Regions from separate parts of the Mus musculus genome. Here all the other regions are linked to region 3. Evidence: chromatin contacts called from public ChIA-PET and HiChIP or PLAC-seq data. All regions are on one chromosome and are shown on one strand. The core of a region is the stretch at or near the end of the contact, and the rest is flanking DNA. Distances in the headings are between cores, read along the strand shown. Region 1 overlaps Cdh4 (cadherin 4). Region 2 overlaps Cdh4 (cadherin 4). Region 3 holds the start of Cdh4 (cadherin 4).

The links. ChIA-PET counts read pairs in DNA pulled down with a chosen protein or histone mark. HiChIP or PLAC-seq counts read pairs in DNA pulled down with a chosen protein or histone mark.
Region 1: an RNA polymerase II ChIA-PET map of neural stem cells shows a contact between it and region 3, with 8 times the contacts expected there. The contact joins the enhancer-like site here to the promoter of Cdh4 in region 3. A contact is called at or near these places in 1 of 39 promoter capture datasets (stem cell-derived epiblast-like cells), 5 of 484 Hi-C or Micro-C datasets (cerebellar granule neurons, cerebral cortex, embryonic stem cells and 2 more), 18 of 115 datasets of contacts at active chromatin or transcription factors (astrocytes, craniofacial prominence, embryonic basal ganglia and 10 more) and 3 of 9 other capture datasets (adipose tissue, liver and pancreatic islet).
Region 2: a contact with region 3 is called in an H3K4me3 HiChIP or PLAC-seq map of embryonic stem cells, with 37 read pairs. The contact joins the enhancer-like site here to the promoter of Cdh4 in region 3. A contact is called at or near these places in 18 of 484 Hi-C or Micro-C datasets (cerebellum, cerebral cortex, embryonic stem cells and 3 more), 12 of 115 datasets of contacts at active chromatin or transcription factors (embryonic forebrain, embryonic hindbrain, embryonic stem cells and 4 more) and 4 of 9 other capture datasets (adipose tissue, embryonic stem cells, liver and 1 more).

The regions. Positions count from the first base shown.
Region 1 is chr2:179,662,653-179,667,626 of GRCm38.p6, forward strand. All of the region lies in intron 2 of Cdh4 (cadherin 4), which reads left to right. Among named protein-coding and RNA genes, the nearest start is that of Gm36066, 140 kb to the right of the region's middle. Within about 2 kb of position 1,624, at least 17 of the 459 cell types and tissues checked have an H3K27ac peak or open chromatin away from gene starts, as enhancers often do. A contact at or near this core is called in neural progenitor cells and neural stem cells, where this site is marked.
Region 2 is chr2:179,569,887-179,574,306 of GRCm38.p6, forward strand. All of the region lies in intron 2 of Cdh4 (cadherin 4), which reads left to right. Among named protein-coding and RNA genes, the nearest start is that of Gm52541, 50 kb to the left of the region's middle. Within about 2 kb of position 1,500, at least 48 of the 459 cell types and tissues checked have an H3K27ac peak or open chromatin away from gene starts, as enhancers often do. A contact at or near this core is called in embryonic stem cells, neural progenitor cells, neural tube and 3 more, where this site is marked.
Region 3 is chr2:179,440,134-179,445,135 of GRCm38.p6, forward strand. It overlaps Cdh4 (cadherin 4), which reads left to right and starts at 2,298. Exons shown (of 16, transcript NM_009867.3): 1 at 2,298-2,545; 2 at 4,567-4,678. The coding sequence starts at 2,489.

The DNA.
Region 1 (4,974 bases), core at 374-2,873, 220 kb after region 3:
GGGATGGCAGCGTTTAGTTGAGTGATAAAAATGTTACGTTTGCTAATGTCATTTAGCTCTGCTAATTTCACAACCTTAATAGGATTCATTTGTCACTTACGACATTGCCAAACCAAGCAGTTTTCTTTCTAACTTAGTTATAAAATTTAAAAAAAGAAAAGAAAAGAAGAAACCCACAAAGCAACAAAGCTGATGGCACCTCGGATCTGTAGCTGCAGACAAGTGGAGAGATCAAAGCAGGGCTGCTCTGTAGCAGACACTCCAGCAATTAGGGGCGTTCTCCTGAGCCAGTGTATCAACTAGCAGGGGTGAGCAAGCGGGAGCACACTTCACATGCTCCCGGAAGCTGAGGAGAAGAGTGCAGTGCCGGCCAGGCTCTTCCCTTCCTCCGCAAGGATTCTCCCTCTACACATAACCTCTTCCTGGTCTTTAAAGAGTTCTGCCCGAACCCTCCACTTATACCCCAAGGCTCTGTAGCTGGTCCCGAGTGGAAACAGATTGTGCCATTCTCTTTAGATCTGTAGTTCTGTCCGAGAACGCTGGCAGTTCCTGGAGATGCATGTGGTTGTGACAGTGGTGTGTGTTGGGGCTCCAGCCATTCATAAGTCACAGGTGGGAGTCTTCAGACACTAAATTTCATAGTCAAGAATTGCCCAGCTCCAAATGCCACCAGAGCCACTGAGGCTGTGAAACCCTGCTTAAATGGTGCTTCCAAATGGCATGCTTAGCTGCTGTGACTTGGGACTTCACTCTGTGCCTACACTGCTCTGATAGCAGCATGCCAGGGGTCACTTGACAGCAGTAGCTATCATGACCGTCCCAGAGACCAAGTCACCTGCATTTGTACCCCACATCGCATGGTTTTCCTCAGCCACACCACCACTCCCGTTTCCCAGAAGACATTAGGGACCAGGGGAACATTGTGGGATAGTTATGCAGAATAAGCAATATGAATCTGACTTCAGCCCTAGGCGCACACCTTGCCGCCCTGTCTGGTCGCAGAAAAGAGGGTCTTGTCACTGGCCCCAAGATATCAGTCACAGTTAGAAGCCCTAAGCATGGAGAAAGGACAGACCTACTACTGGAGTCTTAGAACTTGCCGGGTACAAATGTAGTTGAAGCCACCACACATTTGCTGGTTGTAGAATTAAACATCCCCTTGCTAAGGGACTGTGAGTCTGCCCTCCAGAGGCTGTCCCAGGCAGCGGCAGCCGCTGGATGCTGCAGGGTCAGTCTGACTGTGTCTCTGGGCCCTTTTCCGAGCCCAGGGCATTTCATCAAAAGGAACGCTCCACGTGAGTCTCCAGCTTCTCGGAGCAGCACTGTGGCCATTTACGGCTCCCCCATGAGAGTAACCACTGCTTTTAAAAAGACCAAGTGGTCTGCCGTGTTAAAAAATTACCTTTAAAATGCTGAAATTATGGCCATGTCCAATAAGTGTGCATTTGGGAAGTGGCAGTAAATTCAACGAATGGCCAATTAACATTTCAGGCGCCACAAGCCACCGCACACTGAAACTCTGATGGCCTGTCACCAAGAAGCGGGCTTTTCCCCAGGGCTCACACTGTGGGTTTGTCATGCCCACCGCCCTGGAACTTCCTCCACAGGGCCAGCTGTGTGCATCACTGAGCACTGGGCTCTGCGTCAGGTCATGCCTAAGCACTGAGTCTCTCCTCAGCCATCAGTTCTTGTTCTTGGAAAGGCCAGCTGGGAACGTAGACTCCTTTTTCATGGCCGGGGTAGAAATCTCTTCTCCTGTCACCCTTCACTGTGCGACTGCCAGAGTTTGGCAGGAGAAAGCAAGACATCTCCTGGGGTGCAGCCAGTCACCAGGCACTGGGGATTGGGGGGGGGGGGCAGCTTTGTTCTACTGCCTGGGACTCAGTGACTGAGTGTGTGTGTGTGTGTGTGTGTGTGTGTGTGTGTGCGCGCGCGCGCGCGCATATATGTGGAGGCTATAGTGTGAGGTGTGTGTATGTGTGTTTGTTCATGTATGTGGGCTACAGTGTGAGGTATGTGTACAAACAGGTTCTTGATCAAACTTAGCATTTGTTTGGGACCAAAAAGGAAACTCTGCAGTAGCTGGTTCTTCCTGCAGAATGGGAAGTCCTATCCTCTGTCCATTTCTACTCTGAAAACAGGAGAGGGGTGTTTGATGGAGAGCCTGTACCTGGGGAATACTGAAGAACCACGGAACAGCCAAGGGAGGAGGCTTGCTGGACGACTTCAGAGCAAGCTTGGGGCCTGGAGATCTAAGATTCAAGGGGTACAGGGAAGGAGGGAGGGAGGGAGGGAGGGGGATGTCTGCCTGGTAAGCACCCTGCTTAGACTTGGAGCAGAGGGGCCAACTGTGTAAGGAAGAAAGAGTGTGCATGGGCAGAGAGGGTGGAAGAAAAGCCACAGAGGTGGGGTGGGGTATTAAGGCGGTGGGATTAATCCCTCCCACCCCAGCTCTGCAACATTTTAAAATTTAATTTTGAACTATTGAGTTGAAGTTCTTGGGGCAACATTTTACTCAGACGGGTTGCATTTTCGTGGCATAAAATGTCTATTAAAAAATTAAAATGTGTTTACAGAAACATAAATTCTCAGAGTGTCTCAGATAAATTGCCTCTAAAAGCACACATCTCTCAGCAATTCAAAGGGAGCAAAATGAGCAGCGTTTGATGCACGCGAGAGGCCCAGCCTCAGGTTTTAGGGTAGCTAGTGGTCCATCTCCAGGCTCGAATGGGAATTAAGACAGGAAAAGTCAGGACGAGGCTAGGGTCGGCAGGTGGCTGTAAGCTTATCTGCAGACTGGTGGACAACTGCATGCCCACAGGGTGGAGTTAGCAAGACCTGGGAGCTGGAGCTTCCCGGACAGGAGTCGGGCATCACGCTGGGTTTTGCTGTGGAGCAACTGCAGCAGCCCATCAGGCAGATTTCCTTGATGCAAATGAGCTGGTGGTGGCAGCAGCCCTGCCATATGAGGCTTTGGTGGGATCATTGTGAAAGTGTCCTAACACCAGGGTGAGCTAGCAGCCATAGGTGTGGAAAAACCATGCAGCAGTTGATTGGGGCACTGGTGTTCCTTGGGCAGGATAAGAGATGTCAAGTGGGGAACGGGGAACTGCCACCTGCCCAGCTGTTCCTCTACGAAAACTTGAGTTGGAAGGACAGTGGGACCCTCCTTGGTGGAGCACAGAGTCCCTTAGAGCCACAAACACCCTTCCAGACTATGTCCACAAAGAAGATCTGATTCAACAGTGCTACAGTGAGTGCTGGTGTGTGTGTGTGTGTGTGTGTGTGTGTGTGTGTGTGTGTGTGTGTGTGTGTTTGTGTGTCGGTGTGCCCATATGTATGAGTCCATGTGTGTGTATACATATATACATGATACACACACACACACACATACACACACTGCGCAGTGCCTCTTACTGGCCTAGAACTCAGCACATAGGCTAGGCTGGCTGGCCAACAAACCCTGGGGGAATCCGTCTATGTCCACCTCCTGGGCCCCAGGATTGGGAGATCCCCAGCACACCTGGCTTCTCCATGTGAGTCCTTGGGATTGAACTCAGGTCCTCATGCTTGTGAGGCAAACACTTTACTGACTGGGTCACCTTCCCAGCCTAAACACTGCTTTTCTTCAAGCACAACATTTAGGGATTGGGTGGGCTGCTGGGAAGCGTGTTTGGCTATAATTTGCATTCTTTGTGGACAAATTTAGAATGTTTTTGTGTGCTTCGTGGCTGTGCCTGTGTGTGGCCCAGCAGCTGTTCAGCCATTATGTCCTCCACATCACCAGCTGCACCCGACGTACTAGAATTAGAGAGCCACAGCCTCCTGCCTCCGAGGGTACCTTGCATATAGGAAACATTACCAAGATCGTAAGGAGGGGTTCTGGGACAGAAGGACCAAGTCAGAAAAGCTGGTGTCTGGATGAACTCTTGCTGGGCCAGCTGGTCAGCTTTCTGTTCCCCTAAGTCAAGTGACAGCTAGCCGTAGAGCCCGACCACTCATCCCTTCTTGCTGAAGGCCTGTTTCTTGTGGAACCCCTCCCTGAGTTTATTGCAGCCCGCTATTATCTCAGGCTCCCCCTCTGCCGCATTGACCGATCTGACTCCATATGGGACAAGGAGGAGCCAGCCTCTGCCTGCTTCCAGAATTCCCTATGTCCCTGCATCCTGCTGTCTGCCTGTCTGACCCCACCTAGTGCCTGAGGGGTAGCCTCTGTCCACCTTGCAACCTCTGTGCCCACCACAAACTCTTCACCTGAGCACCTTTCTCCCCCAGGGTCCCAGAGGCTGCAGGTGCCCTGCAGCTCACAAGCACTCCAGATTACCTGGCCCCTGCACTCCCTCTGGACCATGACCTGCCCCCACAACTCCAGAGTGGCCTCCCACACAGAAAGCAAGCCGTAGGCATCCCTCATCCTGGGCATTATAAACAGTTAATGGAGGGTCAGTGAGAGGTGTAGACTTGTGTGTGGCCCATCACCAGTCCACAACTGTTAGCTGGTGAACATGGACTTACTGTGAGAGTCTTCTGAACACGGAGTACGTCGAGCTTGATGAAGTTTGAGGATGGAGATACCTCATTCCTCACTGTCTTGGCTGAGCCAGTCTTGGCTTTTCCTTTTTTACCTGATAAATTTTATTGGAGTATGAAATAATATAGGAAAGTCCATAACTCACCATCCCATACCTCAGTGTACGTTCATGAAATGGGTTTACTTGTGTAACCAGGAAATGGTTCAAAAATCAGAACACTCAGACCCCTCAAAGTCTACTGGCCCCTCCAAGTTGCTGCACTCACTTCCCAAGGCACAAGTAACTCTTGCTATTTACAAACATCTGAACCGAACCCCCAGAGAACCCACTGGGGAGGACTTTTTTACTCACTTTATGCTGGGAAGTATGTAAAATGATTGGTGGCTAAAACTCATGCTAAGAAGCCACAGTCATAGGCTAGCATGGTGGCCTAGGATGTAAT
Region 2 (4,420 bases), core at 250-2,749, 130 kb after region 3:
GCACAGACCCTGCCGGCTGCAGCTGTTGCCACCCCTCACATTGTGCCCTGCACTCAGGTCAGGTGGTGGGGAACATGGGGTTTTCCTTCTGAGGCCACAGAGCTGGGAATCAGTGAGTGAGTTCTCTGCTAACTGTAATCCACCAGGCACAGATGATCCCTGCATACAGTGAGCGATTCACATCATCATATCCACTCACTGCACAGAACACTGGGGCTCTCCAGAGCAGCATGGGCGACTCTAGAGAAGCCCCTAGAAGGCAGGAGAAGGAGCTTTGGACCCAATGGGGATGCAGGAAGGCTCGTATCTAAGGCTCCCCACTCAGGACTTCAGATCACCTGCCCCGGTAGGTGCACCTTGGCTCCTAGGTGCTGACCAGCCAGCTCCCCTGCACTTAGAGCTCCCAGCAAGTTGCACAGAAGCGTGAGGGCATATTAACAGGAAAAGTAAACACAGTGTGAGCAGAGCAGGATCCACAGCTCTGGGGGCTTGCCCTTGTCACGGTCAGTTCCGTAGTAATATTGCTGTCTCTGGCTCCTGAGAAGTCTCCTGTAACTCAGGTGGCTTTTTTTGCCCTGCAGGAATGGCTGCTAAGCCTTCATTCACATGGATTTGACCTTCCTTGTGGAGCCTCCTTACAAGATGAATTCTCAGCTCCCAGAAGCCTGCGCATTCTCTGGGAAGCTACCAGAGGGGTCCCTAATCTTTAGGACATGTCCACAGGTGTCATGAACAGGCTTTGAGAAAGCTAGCTGCCCTGGTGGTGTGAGCCCTGTATCTGTTGTCTCTGTGCTGGCTCCGAGGAGGATGGACCCTCACCTCTGAGTCTCTGGAGTCCTTCTAGCTAGGCATGATGTGGATACAGCTCGACCTTCCTCTGTGTTCCCCACCCTTATCCCAGCTCATCCAACCCCGTCCCTCCAGGGGCCTTAGCGGGTGCTGTTCCTTGTGTCTGAGGACCCTTCCATGGCTGGCCAACCCTTCCTGTCCTTCCTATCTCAGCTCCCACGTCACCCAGCCCTGGAGATCACTTACCACGTCAGCTGTGGCCTGCTTTCCACTTCCTCCAGCCCCTGGCACTCTACAGGGGAAGCAACCAAGGTCTCGGAAGTCACCTCTACTTCTGAGGGCACACACTAATCTTGGGGCCACCCTCACTTCCAAACAGCGGGCTGCAAACTCTGGAGTTCCCACAGCTCTCCTGGGATGGTTATTTCGTAGAACTTGTGTGAGAACTCAGGACCACACTAGCTAGACTCACTGTTTGAATCACCTGTGTGTGTAGGGTTAGGTTTGCACAGGAGGGCGGTGGCTTTACGGGCTTCCTGTACTTCCTTCTTTGTTTGCCAGGGGGCTCCAATGGACCTTGGCGTTCAGAGTTCCCAGACGCTCCATATAGTCAAGATTGGTTAGCTTTCTGGATTGGGTGGAATGGAATCTCAGCCTTTGGAGCCAGGCTGGCACAGTCTCCAGCTGCCTGCCTGGGGTTAGTCTTCCTGTGCCCAACCCCCATTACAAAACCCATAGGGGGCTAACAGTGAGTCACCTCATTAGCATAACAAAGGCACTCCCACTTCTCAGGAAATCTCAAGAGTTTGAAGAAGCTCCTGCCAGGACCCAGGAACAGAGAGCAAATTCTTCAGGACACAACAGGAGAGCTGTTTCTTTGCCTGCCCTAGAGAACGCAGGAAGGATCCTGGCCCTCTCTGCCCACTTCTGTGTGTGCATAGGCCTCCATACACACATGTGCGCTCTCTCTCTCTCTCTCTCTCTCTCTCTCTCTCTCTCTCTCTCACACACACACACACACACACACACACACATGCTTATATACATGCACACATTTAACACAAGCACACCAGGCCTACATTTATAGATATTTGCATGTTTACATGGATTAAAGTGTAACTACTTACATACATACACATGTGCACAGACTACATACTTTGCTTGCATGCAGTGCCTACATTCATGTGTGGTTCTGTGCTCATATGTATTTGTGTTCCAACTTGCACGCTCTGTGCTCATATGCGTTTGTGTTCCAACTTGCACGCTCGCATATTCCTGCTCCTGTGTGTGTTCCTCCTTGCTTGTCATACCCGAATTTTACCGTGAATTTATTTACCACGAATTTATGCATCCATGCCCAGTGGCAGACAGACACATGGAGCCTGTCACAGGCTCCCTAATTCCAGCGTTCAAAGGAGGCAGCCAGCGGGCCAGCAGTAGACAGGTCACACAGCCAGCAAGCTATATCTGCACTGTCTGTCCCAGGTAGCTCACAGGCCCTGCCCTTTTTTACTTATTTGTTTGATTTTTAGACAGAGTCTCACCCTGCACCCCAGACTGACTTGACACTCACTATGTAATCCAAGCATGTCTGTGACTTACAGCAATCCTCCTGCCTCAGCTTTTCATGCACTAGGTTTACAGGCATGCACCACCACACCCAGCAATTTTTGGCTCTCTCTTGGATGCTTTTCCAGCAGGGAAATGGCTGTTCAGAATCCCAGGCCCAAGGAAGAAACCTGTCTATTTACCTTCGAGTACTTTTTTCCCTTCCTGGCATATGTTATTTTCCTCTGGCAAGATACCTGTTTTCTTTGGAACGGTGTTCACAATGATAGCATTTAGTCACAGAAATAGCAGCTGTCCTCCTTACCAGTGACACAGCAAAAAACCGCAGTGGCTCGGGGAGCACCCGTCTCCCTCCCCCAGGCTCAGGACATCCTCATATTGGGCACTGATTACTAAATAAGATGTGTAGGCTCCAGTCATTCCACCCGAGAGGGGCTGCAATCAGACCTTCAGCAGCATGGATCTTCCAAGAAGAGAGATGCGCCTTTTCAAACTGGCTCTTCTGCACGGAGGGAAAAAGGGCCAGACAGCTGTGCTGGGCTCTCCAGTTGAAGTTCTCAGCTTCCACTGTGAAACTTAGTGAATGCCATTTAAAAGAGACTAAATCTCCAGATGCCCCCTGACCCCCTGATCCCTCCACCCTCCCCACCATGTATCTCACCCTTTTGTTGATTCACCCTGAACACTTAGGGTCTGTGGCCTCCTCCTCGGATGACTGATGATTCGATATGCAAGGCCTGGGGGCCATACTTCATCAAACCACAACAGACAGAGAGGTAAGACAGTGACCAAGCCACAGATGACTCACGGCAGTGGCTCACCAAGCCTGGGCTAGGTCCTTCCACGATTCAATTCCCAGCAACCACATGGTGGCTCACAACCATCTGTAATGGGATCTGATGCCCTCTTCTGGTGTGTCTGAAGACAGCTACAGTGTACTCGTACATTTTTTTTAAAAAGCAATAAAAATACCAATTACAAATGGTAAGATGGCTCAGTGTTAAGGTAAAGGCTTCACTGTCAAGCCTAAGGGCCTAAGTTCCATCCCTGGAACCCACACACTGGAGCGCACACACATGCACACAAGCAAATAAAATAATATGTAACAATAACACTATCATAAATATCAGTAAACCCACCAGGATGAAAACGGGGCTCCCCCAAAGAAATCCAAATTAGAAGCTGAAAACCAAGCAGCGTGCAGTTGGCAGCTTGCTTCTGAGCTTGCTTCTGAGGGAGCCGGGAAGCCTTTCTGTGGAGTTTCGGCTTTGTGGCGCGTGTTTTGTTCTCCTTGAGAGAGCCTCGTAAATCAATTGGACACATTTCGCTATAAAAGAAATATTTTATGTGTGGAGTGCTTTCTTGAAGATTTCTCTCTCTTATCCAGGGTTTGCGGAAGTACGAAATAGCCTGTGGATATAATGAGTTGGCCACAGTCCTTAGCTGTGCATGCTGAATATCACTGTTTATGCAGAATTTGAGCGTCAGAGCTTTCTTTGCGTGGATGGGCTGAGGAAAGTATACCCCAAATCATGAGATGTGAAAAATGAATGTTCTAGGTGTCAAAAAAATAACTTTTGGAAAACTTTGCAGCCAGTGCTGACAGGATCATAATTGGCTTGGCCACAGAGAACACCTAGAAGCTCACCCTGGGCAAAGATAGATCCCGCAGCCATAGGAATTGAGGGCACCCCTCCCCCATGTATGCAGGAGCAAGCCCCAGGCACTGCCCCCTCCACAGCGGAACAATGTTACATTATTTCCATGGTGGGGTAGAGGCTCTCCAGAGATTTTCTTATTTTTCCTCTCAGCCTAGCACCGGCCTCTGTGTTGACTGCTCTGACGGGATATATTTTTAACTTTTAAAAGACTCGTCTCTTCCCTGAAAAACACTTTGACTTTTTGTCAAAATGGTCAAAACAGTCTCGCAGCCTGAAGTGGTGTGATTTGAAGAGGCAGACCTGTCTTTTAAAAACAAGTACGGGAAAGGTGGGTTCAAGGATACAGCGTTGCAGGTGTGGGCTGTGTGTCCAAGCAGAGCCTTTCAACAGACAACCGTTCC
Region 3 (5,002 bases), core at 1,048-3,547:
AGTGTGTGAGTGAGGGGGGGGGTTTGTGTGTGTGTTATCCTATGGATTTTAGTAGGGAGTAGTGGGTGAGGGGCCCAAGAACCCATATTTTTAAACAAGCTCCCTTGGTCATGCTGGCCAGACTATAAGAAACAGGCTAGGACAGTCCCTGGAAAGAGCCGCTTTGTATTTGCCTGTCTCAGCACGCCCTCTCTGCTTCACTCAGAACAAGCCTGACAAAGCAATGCTCTCTGCTGGACTCGCATGGGTTACTGCAACGTTTCTGAGCCATGCTCTTAGAAACGTGGATTCCTGTAAGAAGCCTAAGTCAACGACTTGAATAAGTAAGTTTGGGGAATGCTGCCCGTGCATGGGCCCTGGGGTCTGTGTGCTAATGCTGGGAGCCCGTTCTTAATAAGTGAACCTTAAACTTCCCTCTGCCGGCTGTATAAAGGGAACCTTGTGAGTGCACACCTGGGGCAGATTAAATTACACAACCCTTCTATACTCACAGTAGGGCTGGTTAATGCTAGGATAGTAAGCTCTATCAGGAAGTCACAGTGCTTGTCTGGAGGGCCAAAACTCTCAGATAGATAACTGTAGGCAAGGGTGAGGTGTGCTGAGGAGGCACCTGCTTCCTCAGATCCATGGCTTGTCCCTCAAGTTGACATGGCTGTCTTCTCAGAACCTAAGCTGGAGAGAGGAGGGGCTCTTTCAGGTGACTTACTGTTGCCTTAGGTCTGGGCTAAGAACACAGAGTGGCCCCCACGGAGGCATCTCAATACAAGAAGAGCGAAGGAGCTGATGTGGGCAGGATGAAGTATGTTCAGGAGGGAGGCATCTCCTTAAGGGACATGTGCCCTAGAAGCAGAACAGAACTCTCCAAAAGGATTTGCTGCCATCTCCCCCTGACTGTACAGTGTGTCTGAATCTACAGGGTAGCTGTCTCCTCCAGGTCTCCATATTCCTTCTCACCTCCCCAGTAAGCTCACCGACTCGCCAAGCTGTACTCAAGTCTTGCTTTGGTCTGGGTACCTCTCTATCAAGAGTGAATGTTTCTTTGTCTCCCCAGGGAAGGACATAGAAGAGTCTGAAGACTGCCCAGCCAGCCATGCTAAGTTAGTAGCCTCTCTCATTCCTTAGCAGGCCAATACTGGGACAGTCTGTGGCATAGGGCCAGGTTGGCACAGGCTTGGTGTTCAGATACTTGGTGGTCCAAGCTAAACCCAGTCTCATACCTCTGGACAGAGCCCACTATGCACCCTGGGTTACCCTGATTTCCCATGGCTCGAGTACTAGTCAGGAGACCTAGGGTGTCATCCACCATAGTGGGGGGAGGGGGGGCAAGGAAGAAAAGGTCTCTCTGTCCAAGTTAACTATGACCTTGGGGCAACTTAATTCACTCTTCTCAAACCAGAACTATTGTATTCTGGACACAGATTTTCTCAGAAGAGAGACAAAGAACATTTGAAAAACATCTGAGCAGACACTCCACTTTTCTGTACATTGCTTAGCCAAGGGAGGGATGGGGAAGCCTTCACTCACAGTCCAAGCTGCCCTTATTTTTCCGCGAGAGCGATACGATGCTTAAAGAAATGCCTGCAGTCAGGGTTGGAAATTGCCCATGCGAAGCAAATGGAGCTGGCCTGCCCAGGGAGCTGACGTGCCTGACAGCTCTGCCCGCTGGAGTCCCTTCCTTCCTTCCGCGGCCTCTGATTTCTTCCTTGCCTATACAGAAGACCTAACTACATTTTGGCACACACAGAGGAATGGGTAGGAATCCTCCCAAACCTTGGAGGATAGCCAGAGCCAGGCCCACACTATAAGGGGTCAGCCGAGCCAGCCCAGCTGGAGAGTGACCCCTCCCCTCTCCCTCTCTTCCGATCCCTGAGCTGTTCAGAGGGCTGGAGGCCATCACAAAGGCCTGTGTCCGGAGACTTAGATGACACAGGGATGAAGGAAGTGTCCACTCTTCACTGTGGGCTCTGAAAAGAAGTTGACCTAACATCACGGTGTGATCACAAGCAGGGGTCCCACAATCTACAAAGGACATCTAACTTGCTGGGCAGAGACTACACAGTCTTCTTTGGTTCACACCGTCTTTGCTCCTAGAAACCCAGTCTCCCTGGCTTCGTCTGCTCATACAGGCCTCTAGTTGTCCCACGGGACTGAGGCCGCCCTGCCAGCGAGCAACCAGGCCAAGCGGCTGAGCGAGTGGGCGCGGGAGCGGCTCCTTTAAGGCCCGCGTCAGGCCCGGCCGGAGGGGCGGGGCCTCGGCGAGGCCGCCGCTCAGCTTCACCTGCAGTTCCGAGCGCGCGGAACAGAGGCGCGGGCGGCTGCGAGGCCGGCGGACGCACCGGCCGGAGGGAGCGCGCCGCCGGCCCACTTGGCCTGGCTCCCGGAGCCCGGGCGGCAAGTGCGGGGAAAAGCAGGGCGGGCGCGGGCGGAGCATCGCCGCGGCGAGGGAAGCCGGGCACCGGGCGAGCGCCGGGGCGGCGCGGCGGGGACGATGACCACAGGCTCTGTGCTGCCGCTGCTGCTGCTCGGGCTCTCGGGCGCGCTCCGGGTAAGTTGCCGCCTCTCCGATCGCAGGCGATCTGGGAACCCGTGGGGCTAGCTGGTGTCTCCCGGTCTTCTCAAACCGCCGCCCGCGCTGCGCGAAGCCGCTCGCTATCGGAGCGAGGAGCCGCGGAGCTGAGCGGGCGGGACCCTAGGTGCCATCTCGTTGCCCGATCTGCGCTCCGGGGCCGCCCTCCGTAGTGTAGTACTCGCCTCCGCCGCCCGGCAGTCGCGCATCCCGAGTTCCAGCCGCGCGCCGGGTCGGGTCGGCTGCGCGGGGCGCTCTCCCGGGTCCCGTGGGTGCCGCGGAGCTCGGCTGCAGTGGGAGGCGGAGGCGACTAAGGGGCGCGGGTTGTAGCCGCGGGGTCTAGCAGGTCCTCCCGACTTAGAGAGGGATCGGGAGGAGGGCGCAGCGGGAGCGCGAGGCACTGAGCCCGGGGACTGGAGCTGGACACACTCGCTGTTTCCGCACAGTCTCTGCGCGGTCTCCAGCCGGCTCCCTCGGTTAACTCCAGCTCGCTGCGGGTCTTCGGAACGGCTCAGCGGCAGCTCCCGCAGCGACCCTGGGCGGAGACCGAGTGGCCTGAACCCCCTCTCGTGGCCGATCGGTCCGGTGGCCTGCTCGCTGCCACGCCGAGGTATTCTCTGCGATGAACCAGGGTTGGCGACCGGCTGCTCCGAGGCCACCGGACCATCGCCTTGCGCGGGGAACACGCCCCGGGGGGACAGAAACTTTCCCGGCCGACTTTTGTCTCCCGCGGGCTGCAAGAGCATTTCAGAGCTGCGATCCCCAAGAACCAGATGTCATTCTGAGCTTGGCCGGGGGAAGATCCCCGACCCAGCCCTCCCTTTCCTAGCCTCCGGGGCCGGGTACTCGAGCCCGAGCTACAGGCTGCAGGCTGCGGGTGGCCTCCCAGCGGAACCCGGGCGGAGCTGTTGCGCGCAGCTGGAGGACTCGGCCGGCAGGGAGGCGCGTTCCGCTCTGGCGGCCCGCGAAGCTGAGACTGCAGGGTGCTGGCTGCGCCCCCGGCTCCCGGAGCTTGCTCACCAGGGATCCGGAGCCTGGTGCGCCTTCTTCTCCTTAGCGGAGTGGATTAGTGGGGACACATGCTATCTCCCTTGGTTCCTGGCAGCTTGGGTGGAACCCCTTGCCCATTGCCTTCCTTTCTCTAAAGATGCAGACTCCAGAGGAACAGAAAACCCTTCTGGTCTGTTAGAGGCTTCTGGTCTTTTCTGCTCTCCTGACGAGGCTTTAAATGGGGGCTTCAGAGTGAGCAAGAGTCCAGGACCTTGTGTGGGTGAACTTCACACACACACACACGCACACGCACACACACACACACACACGCACACGCACACGCACGCACGCACACACACACACACACACACACACACACACACACACACACACGAGGACCTTGCCTCCTTGCAGCCTAGTGGCAGAACTGGTCACTATCCGCTCAGCTTGGAAACAGCCCTGGAATCACTGAATTTGCCAGCTCCCTTTCTTGGAACTCCACCCCTGTGGCCTGCAGAGGGAGGCTTCCTCCTCACCTAGCCTAAAGGCAGAGCTCTGCAGCCTGGAGAGATGGTTCTTAGCAGAGCTCCCTCTCTCTCCACGGGCCTGGCTTTGCCTGTGGATGGGTGAACGACTGGTGATACCTTCTCCTCCTGCTGCTGCTGCTGCTGCTGCTGCTGCTGCTGCTTGCCCACTTCTGGGAACCTCTCTGCCTTTTCCCCCTGCCATTCGCCAATACGGCCCCTTTGGTACCTGGTCTAGGCATCAGCTAACCCTGTGCTTCCCATAAAAGTAGGTTCGGCTTTCCAGTTCGGGGAAACTCCTCCAAACCTGGGCCAATACAACCTGAAGTCCCCCAGAGAGCAGAGGATCACCACCCCACCTCTGGGTGGGGATGGTGCTTTACCTGCGCTCGTGGGCAGAGGCTTGTGAGGTGGCCATGACAAATGTAGGTTGGATTACATTGCTGTGAACTTAGGTTGGCTTAACAGTCTCCTTTCCATCCCCAGGCCCACCGTGAGGATCTTACAGTCAGAGAGGCCTGTAAGGCTGGCTTCTCCGAAGAAGGCTACACTGCGTTGATCTCCCCGAATGTCCTGGAAGGAGAGAAACTACTCAAAGGTAGTGTGGGGTGTTTGAGGGGTGGAGGGATGAAGTGGAAGGCTTGGCTGGCCTTGGAACACTGCTCTCTGCGGAGAGATGGCTGTGAAATCGATGCGGTTCCGGTGGGCCGTCTTTGCGTGTGCTGAATGATTCGGGAGGCCTGCCTGTCATTTTGGACTGAGGTGAATCATTTCCTGTACGACAAATGAGAATTTGGGTGGAACGCTGTCACCCAATGCTGTGCAGGGAGACTTCCTTTCTAAGTATTTTTATGTATGAGATGCAGGACTCTTAAATTATCCCCACTTCGAAATGCGTGACAAAGCAGACGATGTTGTTGGG